Regions from separate parts of the Mus musculus genome. Here regions 1 and 3 are each linked to region 2. Evidence: chromatin contacts called from public Hi-C data. All regions are on one chromosome and are shown on one strand. Each heading gives the region's core, a stretch centred on a gene start, on an enhancer-like site or on the middle of the called end of the contact. The rest is flanking DNA. Distances are from core to core; before and after follow the strand shown. Region 1 overlaps Gtf3c1 (general transcription factor III C 1). Region 2 overlaps D430042O09Rik (RIKEN cDNA D430042O09 gene). Region 3 overlaps Gsg1l (GSG1-like).

Region 1 (3,397 bases), core at 847-3,346, 150 kb before region 2:
TATCATAGTTATAAAGAAGTTAAAAACCTCTCTCAATCAATGACCCTTTGCTGTGACAGTGTAATGATTTCTCCTGCATTTGAGGCAAAAGCACGGCACAGGGACAGACAGTACATAATGCTCGCTAATCAACTATTCTGTTACTGGTTTACAGAGTACCATGATAATTTTACAACATATTCCTCCTACTTGAAGAAAATGTTTATTATTGTAAGCACCATGCCTGTATATCCAGCCAATCGTGTACACTTTGTGCTGACTATCTTTGGATTACACCAAGAAGCCACCCTGAGTGTCTGACCCTCGTTATCTATGTGTGAGTGCATGCTGTGCTGTCCATCTCTGAAACACACTCTTATGGTTGTGTGACACGACTGTATTTCAAACAGGGCTTGGTAAACAGCTCAGCAGTAGAGCCCTTGACCCAGAAAGCACAACACTCTAGGTTCAGTCCCCAGTACCAAAAAAGGAAAGAATGAAGGCACAAAGAAGAGATTGGTGCAAGAGGGAAGGCTGCTAGAGGACACCCTTGCAGAGGAGTCCACTAGAATTCGGGGCACACTTCTCGGATCCTTTTTAGATAGAAGGCACTGAGCAGTAAGGAACTGAATGAAGTGTAATCTTCACACTTCAAGGCAGAATGTGACCAGAGAAAATGACAACAAGGAGAGCCAGTTGGCCACAAGGTTCTGCTCTTACCTTTCTTGGTCTTACAGGGACCACACTCAGGGTGAATCTCCTGCAAGGGAAGGGACACCACCTTGGCCAGCCCAGCATTCAGCATGTACTGGTACAGACGCTTGAATGTCCTTTCACACAGCCCCTGCAAAACATAAGCCCACGGGTACTGCTAAGTTAAGGCACTGGGGAATCCCAGCACTGCAGAAACACTAGTTTCCAGGATGACAATTACCAATTGACAGTAACTGAAGAAATGCCACAGGTACTAATGAGATTGCCAAGCTGCACTCGAGGAGCTGAACAAAGTATGGAGCAGCACAGACACCCTGCTGTGACTACAAAGAGGGGAAAGAGATGTGCTGAGAGACCCTGCAACAGTAGATAGGGTAGAGTAAGACTGGTAGGGGCAGAGCTAAGAGAAGACTGTCCACCAAGACTTCCATACTGCTTTTAAAATCCAAGTGTATGCATGAATCATTAACAGAGTCTTCCCAAAGGCAGTAGAGAAAAATAAATAAATAAAAGTCACCTAAGGAGTCAGAGAGACGGGTCAGTAGGTAAAGGTATTTGCCACCAAGCCAGAGCACCCGGGTTCCATCCCAAGACTCTCACAATAAATGAGAGATCAACTTCAGCAAGTTGTCATTTGATGCAGCTTCTCAGGCACCAGCCAGGGAGACGTGATCAAACACCTCTGTAGCTAGCAGGGCATGTGGTCCTCAGGGGACTATAGGTCTATACATTCCCTGGCAGACCCTTGAACAGCACAGGTGAAGGTCAGCTGCTGCCTGCTATCTGTCACACGTATGTCACTCTTCTCTGATGCTGTTGACAACAAAGTTTTAAAATCTATACCGCATAAAATGTCCTGCCCCCAGCCAATCTACTACTAGCCTTTGTTGCCACCTGGCTGTACAACCCATGGGCAAGCAAAGTATGAACTGGTGAAGAGAAGGCACTCATTATTCAGCACTGCTCCGAGTCTTGGGACTGCTTGGCACACTTGAGGCAGAGACAGCAAATGCCTGTGAGTCTCAGCACAATCTGCAGCCCACTCAAAGGAGCCAGCACTTTCACCGTTGGGCTACAGAACATATGGTTATCCAAGAAACCCAGATGAATCCCATCTGGCTCCTTCAAACAGGAAGGTTTGTACACGGGGCCTTTTGTTAATTTAGCTGAGCCTGTCAGCTAGAAAGAGCCTTTGGAAACCCATCCATCAAGTCCTACCCCGAGCATATGGTGCTGAGCTCTGGAACATCCAGAATGAGGGAAGATGATGTGGAATGCCTTCAGGGGACCTACGCATTCTGTCCAGCAGAGAGAACAGCAGGAGCCCCAAGACCAGCACCCACTTCAGCTACAGGTTAGTGTGGTTGGCTCTCCTTGGAATCTACCGCCAGCTGCAGACTAGACATCTCTAAGAGAACACCCAGAAAGCCTTCCTGCTCCACAAATCTCAGGCTCGGGCCACAGAGTGCCCCTCCTCACCCACACTCTGCTCTTGGCTCACAGAACACACAGCAGTCCAGCATGAATCCCAGAGCCCAGCCTGCTGTCACATTCTAGTCTACCTGAGGGTCAGCCACTCAAACTAAAAGCCTGAGTTGTATCTGCAGACATTCTGTCAGTCCTCTTACATCCTGGGTCACCACTCAACACTGTGTCACTTTCTAAATACATCTCAAATTCAAAGTGCAGTGGTGGCCTGCAGGCCATGACCCAGCCTATGCTCTCCTTCTCTTGGTGCCTCGTGCCACCACTGGTTCTTCCTGGGCTTCTCCATGCAGCCACTGATACAGGTACTACCCAAGGCTTCTAGACTCTAAGTCTTAGACTTCTAGTCTAAGCCAGGCCATCAAAAACCCCCTCATCTTTTGTCACCTTCACCCACCACCTCACACAATCACCGCTAGCTTCTAAGAGCCCTATCTCTTCTGAGAACTGCTGTCAGGTGTAAGCAGTCTAGGGCTACATCTCCCACTGTGCATTCATCCTCTAGCCCTCCCGATGACAGGACCCTGTGACCAGGACTGCCTGCCATCTTCACCCACTTCTGCCACCTTGATCCAGTTCTAACTCTAAACACTCACTGAGCCATGTGCTCAAAGATACAATGTTCTGAACAGTGGGGCCGTAGTCCTAACTTGAACAAGACTATCGCTTCCTGTTCCTCAAGGAGGGGTTCAGCAGTGTCCCAGTTCCTAGAGAATACACAGGAACAGAGAACATAAAAGAACAAAGGGGCAGACATTGGCTTTCTTCAGCCTGTAGCAACTTTTCTCACTTCTATTTAAGTCTCCTGAAATGTTTTTTTCTTCCTTTTTTTGATTTCCCATTTTTTGATCAACTGAGACAGAGAAATACACTTCTATCCCAAACTTCAGGGTATTCGGGACAGCAAAGGCATTGATTCTGCCAGGATCTGGGAGGTAACAGGAAGCTGAGGGACTTGATGGAGCTGGTCACTTCCAGCTGGTTGCCATCATGAGCATCAGTGGGGCCAGGCCTACCTAAACTCTCATAGATAAACTTCTATCTGAAATCTCAAGGTGAAAAAACAAAACCACCAGGACAGTTTACTGCCCGAGATAGGGAAGCAATGGTTCTTATGACAGGAAGAGGCCTTCCTGTACACAATGAAATCAAAGACTAGCACAGCACAGGCGACTCTTGCTGGCTGTTCTGCTAGGTGTAATCAGAGACCTTCAGGAAC
Region 2 (3,808 bases), core at 1,152-3,651:
TGAACTCCGTTCCCCCTATTCCCACAAAGCACCCCTTTCCTCCAGGATTGTAGGCGGTCATTTGAGATCTGTGGGCTGTGCTTGGCAGGTAACCTGGCACAGAAGCATGCCTCAACAAATGCTGAATGCTTCTGCTCCCTCAGGCCCAGCCTGCATCACCTGTGCTCTGGGTTGGCCTCTTGTATGGCCACAGGAATCCCTGCTCATCCTCCTTAGTGAGTCATCTCAGGTCACTCCCTCATTGAGTGTCTGCTTGTCTCCTCTTGTAACCCTCAGAATCTGAGGGCTCTCCCCAACCTCTGGCTGTCCTCTGGGTCTGTGCTGCTGCCCACCTTTTATCTAGACTCTGAGACTGGATAAAGCAAAGATCAGGAAATCCCAGAAGGGCATGGTAGGGCTAAGCCTGAAACCTCTACTCTCAGGGAGCTGAGGCATCACCAAGACAGGCTTCTGCTGTATAGAAAGGCCCCGTCTCAAGAAAAACATTAAAATGGTCCAGGGTGAGGGGCTTGATTGGCAATGTCCTTGAGAACCTGATTTGGATGCCCCAAACCCACGCAATTCCAGATCTGGGGGAGGCAGAGGCAGGAGGATCCCTTTTTGGCTAGCCAGTCTAGCCAAATAATGATATCCAGGCTAGTGAGAGACCTTGTCTCGACAGAGATGGGCATTCCCTCAAGATGATAACCAGGTTTGTCCTCTAGCCTCCACAGGCATGCAAATATGTGTATCTGTGCACACACAATTATTTACACACACTAAACAACATAGACAGTAAAAGAAAGAGAAGCCTTCTGGGTATGAAATCCTGGCTTAGGTGACATGCTGTGGGGCAGGACAGTGGTGACAAGCAGGGCCTGGATCCATGTATTCTTTGCCAAGGTCTGGTCCAACCTTAATGATTCTGAATCCTCTTAACAGCCCCATCTTATAGATAAAAAAAAAATGTGAAGTTTAAGCCACTTTTCTAGAGATTCCTTTCCCACACCCAGTGGGGCTAGTATAGAATTTGAGCCACAGTGGATCAGTCCCACCATCCTGAGCCTATTAGCATAACTGCCAACACTCACTGGATGGCCAGCCAGGCTTTAAGCAGACGTGGAGCTGCAGGGAGTTCTTGGTGACAGGCAACAGTCCAACTGTCCAAGTTCAGAGGCCTCAATCTCACTTGAGTTTCTTGCCAGGCATTTCCCTGCTTGGTTCAATGACACATCAAGAATCAAGTCCTTAAGATTTAGTGCTTGTTAGCTGGTTTTGCTAATGAGGAAAGTTGTTTAGAAATGGTGTTATTACCCATCACCCAATTCCAAAGCCCCACTGCCTGGGCCTCCAGGAAGCATGCTGGATGAGTCTACCAAAATGCTAGTGGAGCGATAAGCTTCATAGTGCTCCCCATGGTGAGACCCCCACAGTGGACCTTTACCGTGGCCTAGCAGGGGATCATGTTTTACTATAATACCATGTCCATTCTGGAAGCGGGGTGCATCGGCCATGGGTGGATGAGGTGTCATCAGCCTTTACCATGAGCAGTGAAGAGTAGGTGGAGACTTCAGGGTCCAAAATACCAAAGGCTAGTAGCATCTTCTCCCTGTTCCCTTGGTTCTCTGCACAAGTCCACCAGACCACCTTTTCCTTGCTAGTTTGTTCACAGGTAGCCAAAGGCCTTTCAGTCCCAAGTGTCTGAGTGCTGGTTCTGGGCCCTGCAGCCAATTCTGGAGTCTCAAGGGGTGTTGATTGGTAGACTTGGGTCAGTTGTCCAGACTGTGCCCAGTCAGCAATGGCTGAAGCAGGTGCAGTGGAAGGAAGGTAGGTAGTTGTGTTGTATTTCCCCGTCCATTCTTGTCCATTCTTGCTTCCTGTGTTAATGGCCATTGATGCCGATGTGCTGATGGTGACAAGGGCAGTTTTATAAACTCTGAGCTTCAATTGTCTGTATCTGACTCCACACAGGACAAGTCTTCTGGCTTCTTGAATCCTGTTGTGTCATCATCAGAGATCCTTCTAGACTTCATAGACTGCAGATGGACACCATTGCTTTCTGCTGCTCATTTGGGTTTAGGACTGGATCTGGGGACATGGTTTAATGAGAGCGTGTTTAACATTTATTTCATCCTCAGTACCACAGAAGAGAAACAGGAAACTTCCTGTCTAACAGAGATTTAGGATAAGCTTGTCAGCAGTGACAAGCCAAGCCTTAGCTTAGTCCCAAGTAGTCTCAGAGCATGTCCCCAGCAGAGGCGCACAGGGAGACACCTGGATGCCAGCTGCCATCACAGCCAACAGGGGCAGGAGAAAGTCTATGCCTCTCCTTTTAGAACAAGTATGCGACTCAGGGAGGAGCCTGGAAGGCAGACTCAGAAGGAATGCCAAGTCCCTGCTCCCTGGCAGAGGCATGCCAGCCAAGTTCCTGGTGTATGGTGTATGTAGTGTTTCCTGGCACGCTTATAGGCTAATCCCGCCATTACTTTCAGTCAGAGGAATTCAGATCACAGAGACCAGAGTGATGACAGCCTGTGCTAGAGCCCCTTCTGCCACGTGTCACACCAGTTCCTGGGAGGAGAGAATAATGGGGACTTCTGGGTTCTTTATTGGTGGCAGATAGGAAGATGGGAACAGAAGAGGCATGGGAGAACCTGCAGGTTACGACCTCCAGGCTGATCCAAGAGACTGAGGGCAAGAAGCTAGTGTTGACAGGCCTTCCTGTCCCAGCAAACACGTCTAGGTATTTCTAGCACCTCATGCTTTCTGTGCATGGCACCCGGTCATGCCAGGGAGCAAGGATGAGGTGGAGGGGTGGCACTGAAAGGAAGTGACCATGTGGAAGAAGAGCTGTCCCCACAGAAGGCAGAGAAGGACAAAGCCCCACTGAAGAAGACATCTGGTGGGGTGAAGGAGAATAGCAGTGGCTGGGGAGATGGAGGTTGCAGAATTAGGAAGAGCCGCAACAGGGCTTGTGGGCACAGTGAGCAAAAGCATTCTTATTCTTGGCATAAGAAATGATCGTGGTGATGAAAATAGCATGTGACAAACTCTGCTGTAGGCTCATGGCTCAGGGTGTTAAAGTGACCAGACCACACAGATAGCAATCTAGAAAGTGTTTTCTAAGATAGAGAGGCTTCTTGCCTTCAGTCCTCCAGATCAGTGTGGAGGCTGTCATCTGTGGGTTCTGCCATGCCTGCTTTGTCCCCTCTTTTCTATCTGTCACCAGCAAAGAGCCTAGTAGTTTTGTCACTGGAATTAAAGAAGCCTGGCAGAACTTGCTCTGAGGTTGGACAGTGCCTGTGTGGGAGCTGAGAAAGAGTGCTAGCTGGGTAAGAACAGGGCAGGATGGAACCAAGGACCAAGTAAGTCTCAGGTATTCTTAGACTTTGCAGCAACAAGGTGGTGCCACTGTGCTAGGACGCTGTGAGTAGGCTGGGTGTGGTGGGCACACTGTGCTCTTGTGATTCTGGAGGCTGAGGCAGGTAGGTCACAGTTTGAGGCCAGTCTGAGCTATGGAATGAGACTGCATCTCAAAGGGGTGGGGAGAAAGAAGCAAAGAAAGAGATATATGGGTGGAAAAAGAAAGAGAGAGGAAAGGAAAAGAAACAAAAGCTAGCTAGCTAGACCTATGGGTCAGGTAGCTGAAGTGGTATGTTTCCTAAACCACTGGGAGGACAGACTGTCAAATGCAAGACCTTTGTCTGGGATGTCAGGAATGAAGTGAAAACTGACAAAGACTAGAAGTCATTGTCACTTGCTGTAAATGGGGAGTCCTGAGAGTCATAGGCATCCTAGGCATTCAAAGTGCAAAAAGCCACCAGTGCTG
Region 3 (3,598 bases), core at 306-2,805, 160 kb after region 2:
CTTCTGAGAGCCTAGCAGGGACATTCCCAGCCTGGAGGTAGTGATTTATGATACCCTGTCAAGCTCTCTGCACAAGTTTCCCACGTCTCTGAATTGTGCTATTTTCTCCAATTTTGAAAAGGTTTAAACAAATAAATAATAGCTCAGCAAAATGTATTCTATCCATACCAAAAAAAAAAAATTTTAAGCTGGTTTCATAAGAGCGAGCCAGAGGGTTGGTACAGTCCACAGAGGTTCACTGTATATTTCAGAGCATCTGAAGTAACTGCTGGAGGAGCTGAGAATGCTAATTACCCAATTTGATAATTACACGTTACAGCCACACGCCAAAGTCTGATGCCCCGTAAATAAGTACAAATATTGTGTCAATTTTAAAAGCTCATTATTTGGTGATCAAAAGAAATGAATTAGGGGGCTGGCGAGGTGGATAAGTGGTAAAGTGACTGCGGCACCAACAGAAAGGCCTGAGAGCAACTCCAGCACCCGCTCAAAGAGCCTGGCTTGGTGGCACACACCGGTGACCCCAGGGGGGACGATAAGAGGTCCTTGCAGCTCAGCTAGGCTACTGAATCCAATCCAGAAAACCCAGGTTCGATGACCCTGTCTCCAAAAGAAAGAAGATTTAAAAAAAAAACTGTGAAAACACACGTGCATATGTACACATCTGCCTGTCACACACATGTGCACCATGCATAGAGAGAGAAAGAGAGACAGAGACAGAGAGAGGGGAGGGAGAGGGAGGAGAAGGAGAGGGTGGGAGGAGAGAGAGAGGTGGAGGGGGAGAGGGGGAGAGGGAGGGAGGATGGGAGAGAGAGAGTGAGAGAGAGAGTGAGAGAGAGAGAGAGAGAGAGAGAGAGAGAGAGAGAGAGAGAGAGGATAACTCTTGAAAAACCCCTTAGAAGTGAACGCAACCACAGAGGCCACAATTCTACAATGACTGCTGTCTAGTTTGGGGGCCAACTGAGGAGGGACAGGTGCTGAGTGACAAAGATGCACTACACCAGGTGGCAGTGGGCACACAGCTCTGAACCTATTGCTAAAGTGGACACTTTCCATGGGCCAATTCCCCAGGAGGACAACAAAATTGCAGTAAAACTATCATCACAGTGACTTAAAACAGGCTGGGGTGTGACTAGACATGAGCGCGTTGGCTTGGCAAGCTCAAGGCTCCTCTGTCCCCAGCGCCACAAACAATAGAAGCTAGTGAGAGGATTGGACAGCCTCCACTCAAATCCACAAACAGGGGGTAGACAAGGGTCAGAGGCTACCAGGCAGAAGCAGCCCAGAGAAGCCCTGCCTCCAGCCTATCACATTGGCTGCTCCAGGCAAGCAGGGCCAGGACAGCCCAGGCTGGGAAGCCAGAGGAACCTTAGTGGTATCCACTGCCACCCAGCTGGCCCCAGAGCACCAGGCTAGGTGGACTCTGGCCTCCAAGGACCTCCACTTGGAGGCTGTCTGGAGCTCAAGGTTCCAGGAACTGCAGGCACGGGTCCCTCCCTGATCCACACGGCCACAAAGCCTATTGGGCATCTATGCCACATTCAAGCATTGCAATGCCTCTGGGGAACCCGGCAGATGGTTGCCGATGACAAGGCTGTGGGAGGCAGCAGATGGGATGCAGCAAGAGCAGGGGGGCTTTGGATTCCCTCAGCTGCTCCAACACGTGGACCCTGACAGCTGTCCGCTTCAAGGCAGGGGCCTCCCAGGCTGTGGGAACACACAGCGAGCAACCCAAAGAATGTCTAGAGCCCAAGAAGCAAACAAGGGGCCAGAACTGTAGGTGGGGTGGCATTTCCAACCGGGCAAAAGTGGCACAAAGCCAAATAGGACCTGCCATGATGCTGTGTGTCATTAGGCTCCCCGATCAACCTCTCTGAGTCAACTGTCTTACAGCTCTGACATACACCAGAGCTAAGTTATGACGTCAGAGAGCTAGGGTGGGGGAGGGGGGATGAAAGGAAGGCTGTGGAAGTGCCTGGGGTGTATGGGACTCTTGCCACCCTCAGTGGAGTAGCTGAATATTAGTTGAATAGACAGAAACACAAGTTAGCTCATGACTGGAGGGGGGAGGCTAGGGGGGAAGGGCAGGGGGAGGGGGAACTGATGAGCAGGGGAATAGAACGAAATATTCAACCAGATATTTGTTGACCTACTCTTGCATGGATCATCTCATTTTGGGTCTCAGAACCCCACAAGCTGTGATGTGACCCTCGCCTTACAGAAGGGACATTGAGCCATAATTGGTGGGTAGCTTGTCTGGTGCTCTGCGGACACTGAGGCACAGCCGGAATGTGAACCCAGACCCCATGCTCTTTAGCATGGTCCTCGGATGCTGCGGAATTAAACCCCAGCTCTGACACTGCGTGGCCCTGTTCTAGCTCGGTAAGCCTCAACTTCCCCGCTCGGGGAAACAAGAGAAACCAAAACACCTCTGCGGGCTCTGATGAGGCGTCAATAGAATCGCATGCCTGCAGGGGACTGGCATGCAGACGGTGCCCATTCCATGTCTTCTGTGTGCCAGGGCTGAGGGAGGGCGCAGCAAGGGGGACCCCATTTCTTAGAGATTGTATACAGAAGGAAGATTTACTACACAGAGCAGGTGGCAGCCCAGAGCTCCATCAACGGCCTCAGCTCCTGGCCTGGAAAATGGCAGCTGAGACCAGACCCCCGCCTCAGCTTTCTGTTTGGTGGGACAAACTCCCAGGGGAGTCATCTGAAATGGGGAAAGGTTTACCACAGCTTACAGCTTCAGAGGTGTCATGGGATTTTTCAGAGGTGACATGAACGAATCTCTGTTCACTCCAGATAGACTTCCCAGTGAGAGACTAAAGAAAGACTCCCACCCAAATCCAGCCTGGTGAGGCAGTGAGGTTGCTGAGGTCACTTAATGAGGTAGGTAACTCACAGAAGCTTCACCCCGACAGATGCCACCCTTCAGTTGTTCCTGTTTGCACAGACTGCAGGAGCAGTCCTGAGAGCTTCGTCTTTTTGAGACGTCTCCTTGGGTTTGTGAGGTTTGCTTCCTGAGCCTGAAAGAAGTGTTTTAGCTTGGAGGACATGGCTGCGACCGGCTTCAGTCTCTTGGCTACTTGCTTTGTGCCTGTGAACGACAGAAGTGGCTTCCTTCCCGGTGGGCAGAAAGCAGAGAGGGGGGGAAGGGTCCTGGTGTCCCCTTCTGAGGCACATCCCAAACAACCTAACTTGCCCTCACCAGGCCCTGTCCCTGGAGCTCCTTCTGTCTCTGAGACGTGCCCCAAGCTTAAAGAAGAGCCTTTGGCATGTGGCCACTCGGGAGTCATCTAAGATCTCACCCTGGCGTCTTCCTTCCCTGGCAGGATGGGAACAGGAGTTGGTCCCTTTTTTGAAGCAGCAGGCAGAGCAAGGAGGAACCAATGTAAGACACAGGAGGCAGAGGACTGGGGAGTCACCAGAGCCCCTGAACTCCCACCCCTCCCCCAGCAGCCCCTCCTGGCACACCCTCACCTGGCCCTTCTTGCCCGGCTCACCTCCCTGACCCAGTTTGCCCAGAATTCTCTTCACTCTAGTAGTTCCCCCTGGAACAGGAGACATGCTGATGACAGAGAACTCCACGGCCCCT

What was found. Hi-C and Micro-C count contacts between places; a contact is called where the count stands out from the background.
Region 1: a Hi-C map of cerebral cortex shows a contact between it and region 2, with 2.4 times the contacts expected there. The contact joins two enhancer-like sites. A contact is called at or near these places in 1 of 484 Hi-C or Micro-C datasets (cerebral cortex), 1 of 115 datasets of contacts at active chromatin or transcription factors (bone marrow-derived macrophages) and 2 of 9 other capture datasets (adipose tissue and pancreatic islet).
Region 3: a contact with region 2 is called in a Hi-C map of forebrain, with 3 times the contacts expected there. The contact joins two enhancer-like sites. A contact is called at or near these places in 1 of 484 Hi-C or Micro-C datasets (forebrain) and 4 of 9 other capture datasets (adipose tissue, embryonic stem cells, liver and 1 more).

Annotation. Positions count from the first base shown.
Region 1 is chr7:125,692,440-125,695,836 of GRCm38.p6, forward strand. Gtf3c1 (general transcription factor III C 1) reads right to left here. Exons shown (of 37, transcript NM_207239.1): 6 at 700-823. Among named protein-coding and RNA genes, the nearest start is that of Gtf3c1, 14 kb to the right of the region's middle. Within about 2 kb of position 2,097, at least 9 of the 459 cell types and tissues checked have an H3K27ac peak or open chromatin away from gene starts, as enhancers often do. A contact at or near this core is called in cerebral cortex, where this site is marked.
Region 2 is chr7:125,844,665-125,848,472 of GRCm38.p6, forward strand. All of the region lies in intron 15 of D430042O09Rik (RIKEN cDNA D430042O09 gene), which reads left to right. Among named protein-coding and RNA genes, the nearest start is that of Gm51456, 110 kb to the right of the region's middle. Within about 2 kb of position 2,402, at least 21 of the 459 cell types and tissues checked have an H3K27ac peak or open chromatin away from gene starts, as enhancers often do. A contact at or near this core is called in cerebral cortex and forebrain, where this site is marked.
Region 3 is chr7:126,007,351-126,010,948 of GRCm38.p6, forward strand. All of the region lies in intron 2 of Gsg1l (GSG1-like), which reads right to left. Among named protein-coding and RNA genes, the nearest start is that of Gm51456, 56 kb to the left of the region's middle. Within about 2 kb of position 1,556, at least 33 of the 459 cell types and tissues checked have an H3K27ac peak or open chromatin away from gene starts, as enhancers often do. A contact at or near this core is called in forebrain, where this site is marked.